Linked DNA regions of Danio rerio: region 2 is linked to region 1. The links are chromatin contacts, called in public Hi-C maps. All regions are on one chromosome and are shown on one strand. Each heading gives the region's core, a stretch centred on a gene start, on an enhancer-like site or on the middle of the called end of the contact. The rest is flanking DNA. Distances are from core to core; before and after follow the strand shown.

Region 1 (6,529 bases), core at 2,553-5,052:
CCAGGTAATGATCGGGCACAGCCCTGCTCAACTTCAGTGGATGACCATGGGAGTTGCAGAGAATTAGCTGCTGGTCAAAATTAATTTTTGTTTATAATGTCATTGTTTCTTTCATATACAGTATAAAGTATTTTTTTTTATATTTATTTTTTGGGTAAAATACTTCCATCGTGGATAAGTCAGTGATCAGAAACATCATTAATTGTAAACATTTAGAGTATTAATTGTATGTAATAGCTAGGCCCACACGGAATCTGCGCGTACAGAATGCCGCAGATTTTCCTCAGAATTCCGCAGATTTTTAGCCCATTATTAATTCTATTTATTTACTTGAGTAAATGTGTAAATATGAATTTCTTCAGTTTTTATTCAGTAATTTATTACTTTTTATTTAATATATTAAGGTTTTAGCTATGATACTCCGCTGGATACTCCCAAAATAATTCTGCAGAAATCCGCAGATTTTTACCAAAATTCTCCACAGAAATAACAAAAAACCTCCGCAGATTCCATCTGGCCCTGGTAATAGCATCAATTGTATGTATTAATAATACATTTTAGTTCAGTATGTCTCATATTTTGTCTGATTTTACGTGTGACTCTGTCTGCATTTGTCAGTGACCATATCTCTGCCTCCCCATCTGGAATAGCAGGGAGAGGAAAGAAAATAGGATTGCGATTATGGACACAATCAGTGTTTGGGACAGACAGACAACAGCAGTTGTGGCTTTTAATTAAGCTTAAGCTTGATGAAAGAGAAAGAGGGGTGACGTATAAAAAAACTGCTCCTTGGGGATTTGCATATTAAATGTTATTAAATTTGAAATTGAAATTCAAATGAAGCTGAACCACTTGCCCATATGAGTTCAGATTAAGTGGACATACTGTTAGTGGAGTAACACTGAACACACACTTCAATATTTACAGTATCAGTCTTATAGTGTTAAATCCTATTTAATGTTTTTTGAGATTCCTCATATTTCCAAATGACCTGGGAAGACATAATAAACAAAGAATCCATAGCTTAAGAATTTCAGATGCATTATGAAATACCACATGTAAGGATATAATACAAAAAGATTTCAAGAAGACCACAACTTTGAAAATCTGTATTTAATCAAAGAAACATGATGGAACTTTGGGAAATTAACCAATGTGAAGAATACTTTTTTTTAATCAACCCGAAATAATTTTCTTTTAATCAACCTGTATAACATGAATATAATTTCTTTAAGATTCTCATATTTGACTCATATTAGAATGCAGTCAGAAACACTTGTTTTCAAAGAGCACTAGTCCTTCTAGTGGTTATTCACTAGAATTGCAGACTTAAACAAACCCTAACGCCATAAATCTAAAATATTTGTTATTGGAAAACTTGGAGAAAAAAAAAAATATATTATTTATTATATATTTATATGCATAAATCTTTATTTTAATCCACCTAGTTGCCATTTTATTTAATTATCTTAGTTTACCATAAACCCCAAATACCTAAGGCTAAAATGAGGCATCAAAATGACTAAGACTCAAAATGAGACAAAAGCTACAATAACAACTTAAACCAAAATAATATAAACTTCAGTTACTAAATCCTAAAATAAGACTGGTCTTCTGTTAAATAAACAATGTTTAATAATGTTTGTACGATTGAGCAGAAACAAAATAAATTGGATCAAATTGGAGAAAATAATAACCTTAATTTTTTTTAATGCATAGGTCTGTCAGTGCCAGTTCAGCTTTTACATGGCTATTTTACAGAGGTTGCTGGAAAGGACTGACATCTATTTGACAGGTAACAGAATTTGACCTTGAATATTATGCACAATTGTTCAAGACAATAAGAAAAGCATGATCCAAAATTTACCTTAATTGTATTTACAGCACATTTCAGTATGAGGTCAAAATAACCCAGCTTCCATATTTAGCCTACATTAACATATAAGCATACACATATGTATTTACATTAACATATGAACAGTTGAAGTCAGAATTATTAACCCCGTTTATTTTTTTTTCTCCAATATCTGAGTAAAAAAAGAGACGATTTTTTTTTCAACACATTTCTAAACATAATAGTTTAAATAACAAATTTTTAATAACTGATTTATTTTATCTTTACCATGATGACAGTAAACAATATACGACTAGATATTTTTAAGACACTTCTATACAACTTAAAGTGACATTTAAAGGCTCAACTAGGTTAATTAGGCAATTGTATAACAGTTGCTTATTTTGAAGACTATTGAAAAAATATATAGCTTAAACTGCTAATAATTTTGACCTTAAAATGTTTTTTAGAAAATTAAGAACTGCTTTTATTCTAGCCGAAATAAAACAAATAAGACTTTCTCCAAAAGAAAAATAGTGTCAAGACATACCGTGAAAATTTCCTTGCTCTGTTAAACATAATTTTGGAAATATTTAAAAAATAAAAAAAAATTCAAAGGGGTTTATTAATTCTGATTTCCTCTGTATTCACATTTCCATTGTAGAATCAGAAATTTGTAATAACCTGTATGTGCTTTAAATGAAATCAATTCTATGTTATATATCGTTTTGTTTTATTATTATTTGTTTTACATTGATAATTTCATTTATGGCCATAAAATCAATTATAAATCTTAGTTATTCATTTATTTGATTCATATTTTTTATTCATTTATGTTTTCGTTATTCATTATATTAATCCTTTATTGATTTGATTTCTTTATTTTAGATATTTATTATTACCTGTTCTTATTGTTTAGTCTTAAAGTGATGGTTTCATGAAATGTTTCTCTCCACTGATATGAGGGCCTGTATCAAATTTAAGGTCTGTATAACAACATTGCTAAATTTGTGCTGTTCAGATGAAGTATAACAGCGCACTGAAACACATGCAACTAAGATTATTCAATAAACACTGCTCATTTCTTATCATCACTTCGTCTCCTGCTTCTGCTCTTCTCTGGCTTCTGTACACAGTCAACTCCTATATTTACAGTACACTGTTTGAATACTGGTTAACAGGTTTGAATATTGGAAACTCTGCTGACTTGTTGTCTAGATACCTGAAGAAGATTCAGGCAACATCATGGCGTCTGGGGCTGGATCTTATTTATCTGCCGTGGAAAGTGTGATCTCATCTAACACCACGAAAAAACTGGAAAAACTGTGCAAACTGTGATTTGTTGGGATGTCACTATGTTTTAAACCATTATCAGACTGAGGAGTAAATGTTGTTCTGATATTTACGGTTTAACAGTTTATTGTTGTTGTGGGTCCAACACAGAGATCCATGTAGTTATTATTAATTTGTGTCATCATCATCATCATAAGTCATGATATTCTGTTAGCGGTCAATGAGAGCTGCTCTTCGCTTCTCCTCCTCCTCAAGCAGCGCGTAACGGCGCCCGGTGGAGTGTAAACAACAGCAGCGAGGACGATAATCACAACGATGATCAACAAACTCAATCCTACAGTCAGACCTGTGGAGAAATTCACTCTTTTAATGCTTTAGGTAACTTTAAACAACTATAGAAATGAGTAAATTGAATATATTTAAGTTACTAAGACGTCAGCAGTCACGAGAAAGACAAATGACAAAGGATGTACTAACGTTACTATATGTCATAAAGCGTCACTGCAAAAGTTAAAAGGTTTCTTAAACAATTAAAACACATTTCATTACCCATGTGCTGTTGTCCTATGACATTTGCAAGTTGGTCCATGATATTTTAGGTGATTTCCTCCCACACTTTGATGGATTCAGGAACTCTCTTGTCCTGAAGAAGACTCGCGTCCCTTCCTGTTGTTCGTCACGTGACCACTAAAGTTAGCACTTTTTGAAAAACGGTCAAATAGGGCAAGATAATAAAACTAGACGAAAACATGCACAACTCTATTTATTTCATTAAGTTTGCTACCAATGCTTCAATATTATAATTACTTCTGTTGTAAACCCAATCTGCAGAAGTGGCCGATAGATGGCAGCACTGGGCGAATTATGAATGAGCGAATGGGTTTGATGTCCTGTTACTCATAAGACATTTTATTGCCTTTGACTCATATTTTATTGGCTTACACCCTTTATGTTGGGTATTTATAGGTCCAAACTGGGTTATTTAATCAACTTCAGCCTCCCTCACTTCTGACTAATTTAAACAAATAAATGAACTTTTTTTTAAACTTATTATTAATTATGATGTTTGAGTCTTTAAAAGAGACAGATATACACACTGGATTGAAAAAACCGTAGCCAGCCTGGTGAAAGCAGTGGTTATTTTATTTTTATATTTTAAAGTGAACCATTTTGCAGCTTTATGCCTTATTTTCTATTTAATTATGAGATTTAAATACTGCACTTTAGTCACATCTTAAGCAATATTTTTAGCTGGATTAGCTTGTCAGATAGTCATCAAACCACGCTTTTCAATATACCAAAAATATTTCCTAAAAGTTTATAATGAAAAAGTTCTTGATAATAAAACAATACTTATTTACATGATATAGAAACAAATGAATCTGTTGAGGTTTTAAATTGCAGTCTGCCATTTATTAGGCAAATAACAAACTGGCCAGCACATTCAACTTTCCTCAGTCAGAATTTAGCTATTTGATTAAAAAAATAATTAAAATAATAATAATAATAATAATAATAATAATGTGGAGCTTTTACAATTTAGCCTCTCTTGTAAAATAAAAAAAGTACATTTGAAAATTCATATATAACAACAATATCGTTAGTCAAAATATCATTTTCAATATGGTCCAAGTTTGGTGCTTCACACCTTATTGCTCATTTTTATTTAAAAAATAAGGTCCAAGATGGAATAACTTACCTGTATTTATTTTTTAAAACAATACAGTGATGAAAGATGACTTTTCTTATGGCAGATTGTAAAATATTTGTTAGCATTGCATTGGCCAAAACTGATGAGCTGAAGTCCCACCGAAGCAACAGCCAGCAGAGGATTCCGAGGTTCGCTTTTTGCAATGGGTTATTTTCACTCTTTATGATGGCATAGCAGTCAAAATAAGACAAATGATCTCATGTATGGTACAAATTCTGCACCTTTGTCAGTCCCCCCGTGGCTACAGGGCTATCGCCAATGTAAAATAATTGAGTTGCTAATGAAGTAGGCGGAGTTCACGGTTGACAGAAAGAGCGCGAAAAAGAAAGGTCATTGATTGAGACGAGGTAAGATGAATGTAACGAAATATTAGATTTTATGACAAACATTTCACGATAGAAATGTAAACGACCAACAACATCACTTAATATAAACTATTCAATCTTCAAATGTCGTCGTTTATTGTTGTAAAAATGGTATCATTTGAGTTCTTCAAGTTATTCGTCACGAGACATATTGCTTAAAGTACAACTACAATTGTTTTAAAACTAAAATCAGAAAGAATTTACTTCTTGTTATACTAACTTACTTAATATTTTCTAAAATACATTGACACGTGACATGTTTGATAAGGTATCTTTTGATACTGGTCTTGCTGATTTTATTGCTGGTCTTGTTGGTTTTAGTGCTGTTTTTGCTGGTCTTAATGCTGTTTTTGCTGGTATCAGTGCTCAGTGTTGGTCTCAATGCTGAAACCAGCAAGATCAGCATTGAAACCAACAAGACCAGCATCAAAACACACCTTACCAGAATATGCTGTTTTTTTCAGCAGGGATGTTATGGCCTTGTTAGCATATTTAATTTACACAAATTATTAGGCTAGTCAGTAACAAATATAAGATTCCCCCAAAAAACATTAGTGATTATTACTGTAGTCTGTTACAGTTAACGGTTTCAGTTTTAGTTGGTTAATAACCCTGACATCTTCCACTAGATGGCGCCACTTCCCCGATTATGACAGCGCGCAACAGTTGAGAAATGCTTAGCTCTGAATGGCAAGTTAACTAAACAACTTTGTATTTCCCAAATTACACAAGATTATATCGCAATCTGTTTATGTTTCAGGTTAGTCACTGCTATTTGAAGTCATCTGAGATATCATCATTTCCCACTTCACTTATTTATTTGTACCCTTTGTCTTTACCCCCAACACCTCAGACTAACAAAGGTAGGTGAAAAGTTCTGAGCCTTATGAAAACAATTATACTAACAGTATTGAGAATCGAAGGGAGCAGGAGGGGATGGAGGGCTGTGTGTGTGTTTATTTGTTGAGATAAGGAGGCATTCTATGCGCACAAAATGAGTTCATTAGGCAGTGGGCTGCAATGAAGAAACCCAGTTGCTTTTGATAAAGGGATTGCAACTGGGGAGGAATGAAAGGTTTCATTTCCTGTCTTCCCAAGGCAACATATCATTCAGATCAGCAAAGTGCGACGAAGGTTGGGTGACAGACAGGAGAACAGAGGAATAGGAGGGAGGAGAGAAATACCAGGATTACAAACAGGTAGTAAAGAAAACAAATGTGAAAATGGGTTAACATGATCAAAATGCTTTAAAGAAGACACAAGACAACATTAATGAATAACTAAAACCTTGTGAATAGCTTTAAATTTAAAACAGTTACCATACAG
Region 2 (6,529 bases), core at 1,726-4,225, 57 kb after region 1:
AAAAACTTTAAAATTGTATTTTTTTTTTACATAAATATATTTAATGACATGACGTCTTGTTATTTATGCAGGTTTAACTGCTTCATGCATCAAATAACTATTTATTGATTGAGATGTTGAATTCTTTCATCCTTTGCAATGTTTCCAAATTGTATTGTTTTATTGTTAGTAAAGCTGCTTTTGACCATAACATGTTTACACCTAAATAGTAAAAAAAAAAAAAAAAAGACCTGCTTCAGGGATTATATGCAGCATCCTTCATTTATTCTCTTAAGAATAAATAATTAATTCTCTTAAGAGCATCATACTCAGAAGGAAAATGTGCTTTACGCATCAGAATCGGTACTCAGAAGCATCAGAATCGGTACTCTGTATCAGCTGATCACCATGACAAGGTATCAGTACTCTGTATAGGCTGCAAAAACCCTGATCAGAGCATTCCTAAACAATACTTGAATTATTGAATTTTTAGATTTAAGACAGGTCAGATTTTATACAAATACATGGTTGATTTTAGAACTGCAAGTATATTTTGTGTCTCCAAAAGAAATATTTTATTTCTTTTCAAAAACAACATGTTTACTCTACTAAATTAAAGGATCATTTGCCTGGAACCTCTTATTTCTGTGTTATTTATAATTTCAATAATATTTTTGTGTCTGCCCCAATATTCTGGTAAAATTAAGATAGACCAATAGCAGATTAGTTATTTTTCAACCCTGTTATTGTGAAACTTTGTACTTACTTTTTAAAAACTATAACATGTTCTGTTTTAGAGATGCCGTGTGGTTTGAGGTTAGCATCTTGCGCTAAAGCACAAAATCGTGGAAAATTTCAACGTTGTTAGTGAATAAAAGTTCAACAAAATATGTTAAACACCAATTAGTAAAAAAATCAAATGTACCCCATCACATTAAGCATTTTGCAGAATTACAATAAATATTTGGATTAGTTTGTAATGGATTAGTTTATCATACATTATACATTTGTTTTACATCATTCCAGTTTACAGAAAATTAATGGAAAAAATGCTTGAAATGTACCCAATTTTAGAACAAGTCACGTTACAATGAATGACGATGGAACATTATTGCACCCACATCCGTGACCAACCAAACCACTACTCATTTGAATTGAGAAAATATTTGTTTATGACCACTTTTTAGTCATATATCACACATTAAAGTGAATTTTATATAAGTCTATTATACAGTCTATGGACTTGCTGTATCACAGACACCAATGTTTTAACATTTTTTTTTTAAATTAGCACTTTCTATAGCCATCTGATATTAGGCATGCACATATTTATGGCAATTGTGATTTTTGAAAGTATTACATTGCTTTGTAAATGTTTGTTATTTGTTGAGTCTTCCCATACAGTTGAACATAGCGATTGGACCCGAAAGCCACTTCGCATGACTTCACACTTAATAAGCACATTGACAATTTATTTTCACAAACATAAATTGAAACATTAAAGTAGACATATTACTTGCTTTTTATATATTTTCTGTGTATACAAAATACATTTTATTGCATAAACACACCAAGACACCTCAGCTTATGTTTATGATTTTTTTCAGGATACATTAATGGACAAAACGTTCAGAAGACCATCTGTATTTAAATTGAAAAGTCTTCACTGTTATGTTTAATTAATTAAAGACATCCACTTCATTAACGACGGAGAAATTTGTTAAAATAAATAAAGCGCAGTGATCCTAAACTGAATGGTAGTGTTCATAATGTAAGTTCTCAATCATTATGAATCCTAAGCATCCAAAATGAAAGCTCATTTAAGTTTGAACTCTAATGCCAAATGATTTAAGATCAGATCCTAAATGGGAAAAAGTGGAAAAACAATCTGCAAGCTTACGCTTTAACCAGATGAAGCAGAGATGAGCACTAAAAACACAAACAGTGTGTGTGAGGCGTTCAGTGTTTGACTTTGCTACTCTTTATTCTGAACTCAAACTGTTTTTACTTCTCAGAACTTCGCCTTTGTTACTCCAATCCCAGGCATTTCCTGCTCTCTCCTAACCGCAGCCTCAGCTTTACATATTGAAGCAAAGATTTCTTGTGGCCAAGATTAACTTGACCCTGATAATACACATTTTTTTGGTCATCGCAAACGCACAGGCAGGAAACTGGACAGATAAGATGCGTCTTTTTTGCTTTTTTCCCCTTTTGGCATTTACAAGTAAAGGCATCTACAAGCACATGCATATTGATGGCATTTCATGCCGTTCAGCCTTATAATCCTAAAATGTGAGCAAAATCATCGGTTTTATCAGCACTTTAGACATTATGCTAGAGAATCATTCAAACACTAGCTCTAAAGTGACGTTGGAGAATTAGTAACTGTTTCTGCTGTTCTGACATCAGCTGCAGTTGTGAATGAATGGCGGAAGAAAGTATTTTCTTGACAGAAGGGTTTTTAGACTGTTTGATTTCCTTTTTTATATAAAGGATTATGCCATCAAACTGTTGTACAAATGCAATATCACACTCATAGCAGTGTGATGTGGCTGTATATCATCACTGGTGGGACACTAAGCATGCCTCCCCACCAGTGTCGATATACAGCCACATCACACTGCTACGAGTGGGATATTACTCATATATAGTCTCATATTTTAATAGTGATTTTAGCTCCCCTCTGGAGTTTGGCAGTATAAATCATCCACTTACATTTGCAAAACATTATTTCGATTCATCGCAAGGACTTAACCTTTACAAGTGTCCACAATGACCCTTTTGTCAATCTATTGTACATTATAGACGCTCTTCAGAGTAGAGTTTTTCTCCATCTCTTCTCTCACCCCATCCCAGCCCTATCCTGGAAAAAAGAGCCATTTAGCGTTAAAGTTTGTTTTCTCAATCCAGTCTTCCCGGAGGGAGAGTAAACAGTGACGGCGCCCGGCCCTCTTTCCTCCCTGTTGACCTGCCGTTGGACCCAGATGCTCAAACCGCACAAACAGCCTTGCCGTCGCACGCTCTCACATCCTCTCTCCTCCTTGCCAGGTTAGATAAACGCACAGTCCGTACAAATAACACTGGTGCTTTTTTTTGGCCTGTTGAAAAGTGGCGCTCACACTAAACAATGGCTGAGGCTCAGTGACGTTAGTTGAGAGTCAGCGAGTCAATATTGAAACACCTGTCTGAGGCTGGGTGGCCATCGGGACCAGGGGCACAACCGGGGGAAGATGAGCCCGCCACAGACACAGTGGAAATCTTTTCTTTAAGAATAACGAAACGTGTTGTCCAAAAGCAGTAAATCTCATCTGCTCCTGCCCTTGTGTCATGCCTTAGCTTTGGATAATGTAGGATTGAGTGAGTCATAGTAACTGGCCGTATGGATGCGGTGTTATCCTGAAATCAAAAGTGCATTTGTGTGGATGGAATAAAGCCACGGGGAATCTAATCTGATTGCTGGTGCTCATGAGGGTAACGTGAGATCATATGAGGCTTATTTTGTTGTTACTGGCCCTTATAAGTAACAGTAAGAGAAGTAGGAAAACAAATTGCAACACAAATGATACTGTATATATATATATATATATATATATATATATATATATATATATATATATATATATATATATATATATACATACATTTTCTGTTTTATTTATGTTTATTTTTATTATTTTAGTTTATATATATATATATATATATTTATATATATATATATATATATATATATATATATATATATATATATATATATATATGTGTGTGTGTGTGTGTGTGTGTATATATATATATATATATAAACAAAAAACTAAAAACAAGATTCCACAGAGCTAAATGAAAATAACAGACAAATAAGACAAAATAGTTTAAAAAATGCAAACCAAATTCAACGCAAGTCCTTAAAAGGTACAAATCACAAAAAACAATAAATAAAAACAATCCTTCATTTAAAAAAACAATAAACTACAATTAACCAAATAAATATAAATTAATTAAACTGAATGACCTAATTAGCTATAAAATCAACAAAATGCAAAGACAACAAATTTTAAAACAACAACAAAAAAAATAGAGGAAAAAGCTTAGCATTCAAATGAATGGCTTAAATAATAATCTTAAACAATAAGATAAACAAATAAAGAAGTAATCAGCATTCGAAGTAGATCAAAACATTTCTACACAGTTGCCTTTTTTCAAATTCTTTTGAACCCACACACACACACACACACACACACACACACACACACACACACACACACACACACACACACACACACACACACACACACACACACACAGCGGTAACAGCACTCGTCCAGCCTCTTCACCCCTGTGTATTACTCTGCCCAAATAGAGCAACAAGTAGAGAACACTACAGTTTGACAAATATTGCTGCTGTTGGATAACATCATGTACTTTTGAGGATTTTTTTTTAGTGGAGAAAATAGTTATTTAGATTGCAACTATGCAGTTTATTTATAAGGATAGGGCCTATTTTAAAATACTTATAATTTCTGAGAGACCGCATTGGCGGCCATTAGCCTGTCATTGAGCAGACCGCAAAGACGGTTGACGTTGTCCATCCACAAAATGGCGACAGAGACTGCATAATAAGCCCTAAGAGGAAAACTACAGCTGAGGAAATCATTATAAAACAGGTAAAAGACTTTTTAAAGTCGATTTCTATCTTTTTTATGTTGTAGTATTTATACCATATAATTGTAGTGTGTCGAGTATGAGATGGGACTCATCTTAAAGTCTGTTTCTAATGAATCTCCTGTTTTCGCTACTGCAGACTAGTTCAGTAAACAGAAAGAAAGAAGAAATGCCTGCATGTGTTAAGCGTTTTTCCTTATCACAAACGCAACAGGAAAGTTCATCTGGTGGTAATTGCGTTCTTTTGGCTTTTTCGGGGTTAATTATTGTGATCTCCCTATTGCAACAAAGTAATACTGAGAAATCTCTGTAAACTGATGGCATTTCATGCCGTTCCGCCTTATAATCTTAAAATGTCAGCAAAATCAAGTGTTTTGTCATCACTTTAGACATTACGCCAGAGAATCATTCAAATACTAGTTGTAAAATGAAGTTGGTGAAGTAGCAACAGTTCCTGCTGTTCTGATGTCAGAGCGAGCAGAACTGTTGCGCATGGAAAAAAAAAACTTGCAATGCTTTTCTCACCACTTTTGGAGCTGGTTGAAGCAGTGCGAAAGCCGGGGATGCAGAAACACTGGAAGATGCTTTCACAACAACACCGTGGCGGCGCTTCAAGTGAGATTTCAGATTAGTCGGACTGCCCGCGTATTTTACAGATGCGCGGCACATTTTGCAAATTGCATCTGTCCTGTCATGTCGTCCATCCTTAAATCCATAATGTTGCCATACTTTAGATTTAAAACTCAGTGGGGAATAAAATGTTTGTTTTGCTTCTCGCGCTTTCTGAGGGCGCTCCACTAGCTTCATCCGCACACCTGATACACTGAGTTGTAGTGTGTGCACATCCGCAAATCCGTTGCTAAGGCTTACTTTATGTAGGTCGATTAAATTATGCGCCAAAAACAGGTTGACAACACTTGTTAATAAATAAAAAATACATTCTATATAAAAAATATAAGCTGTATCTCGGAAAAATCGATGCATCTCGCAAAAACCGATGCATCTCGATTTGCTTCCAAAATTTCATTCATCCTCTGCTGCTCAACCGATGCACTCGCATCGTGCACGCGCATGACCGCGTATCGATACATATCGGTTAATCTTCCCATCCCTAATATATATATATATATTTTTTTTTTTTTTTAAATACACATACAAATATATATATATATATATATATATACTAATAAATTATAATTTAAAACAATGATACTAAGACTTATTATTTCAGCTAGCCAAGAGAATGCTTCTCATTTAACACATTTATATAAAGTATAACAAAATTCCCCAAATTAAGGCTAAAGCAAAACACGTCACTTCTTATTCAAGTCTAGTTTATCTGGCTGATCTCAAGCACCTGCTCCTGATTAAAAACATGCCCTCATGAGGGCACGAGGTGCTGCATGTATGAATACACCATATACATGTTTGCTGACAAGAAAAGCAACACACGGGCCAGATGTGTTACGTCAAGAGTTTTCCACGTGCAAACAATTGGTGATGCAAATATGAACATTGTAAAGATGCAAGACGGCACAATCCCAGAAGCTTGTGGGAAGGTGCTCTTTTTGGTCTATACAGCTGCCAGACTGGGGCACAGAGACCGCAATGCTGATCCCATCATTTAGTGTTTGCTTGTTTGTTTGCATCTGCTCCTCCAGTAAACAGAGGAAAGTTCGTCAGAGGACAGTGTGTCGATAATTTGGTTTTCTGCTTTTGTTTCATGGCAGATATGACACAAAGCAAGCCAAAATATAATTCAGAACATTAACGGATGATCCATTAAAGCTCATGCTTGGCCAACAAATATGCTTGATTGATTAACTTGAACTTTTCTTGTAAACATAAAACACATTTGGTTTTCTACGACAAACAAAGTTAGGGTTAGAGAGAG

What was found. A called contact is a pair of places that touch in the nucleus more often than the background predicts.
Region 2: a contact with region 1 is called in a Hi-C map of embryo, with 1.8 times the contacts expected there. The contact joins the enhancer-like site here to the promoter of si:ch211-225b7.5 in region 1. A contact is called at or near these places in 6 of 18 Hi-C or Micro-C datasets (caudal fin, embryo, fibroblasts and 2 more) and 1 of 4 datasets of contacts at active chromatin or transcription factors (caudal fin).

What each region holds. Positions count from the first base shown.
Region 1 is chr15:31,099,677-31,106,205 of GRCz12tu, forward strand. It overlaps si:ch211-225b7.5 (a long non-coding RNA gene), which reads right to left and starts at 3,803. Exons shown (of 2, transcript NR_170079.1): 1 at 3,677-3,803; 2 at 1,131-3,473.
Region 2 is chr15:31,157,841-31,164,369 of GRCz12tu, forward strand. The region is part of intron 6 of blmh (bleomycin hydrolase); the gene reads right to left. Among named protein-coding and RNA genes, the nearest start is that of blmh, 24 kb to the right of the region's middle. Within about 2 kb of position 2,976, at least 8 of the 62 cell types and tissues checked have an H3K27ac peak or open chromatin away from gene starts, as enhancers often do.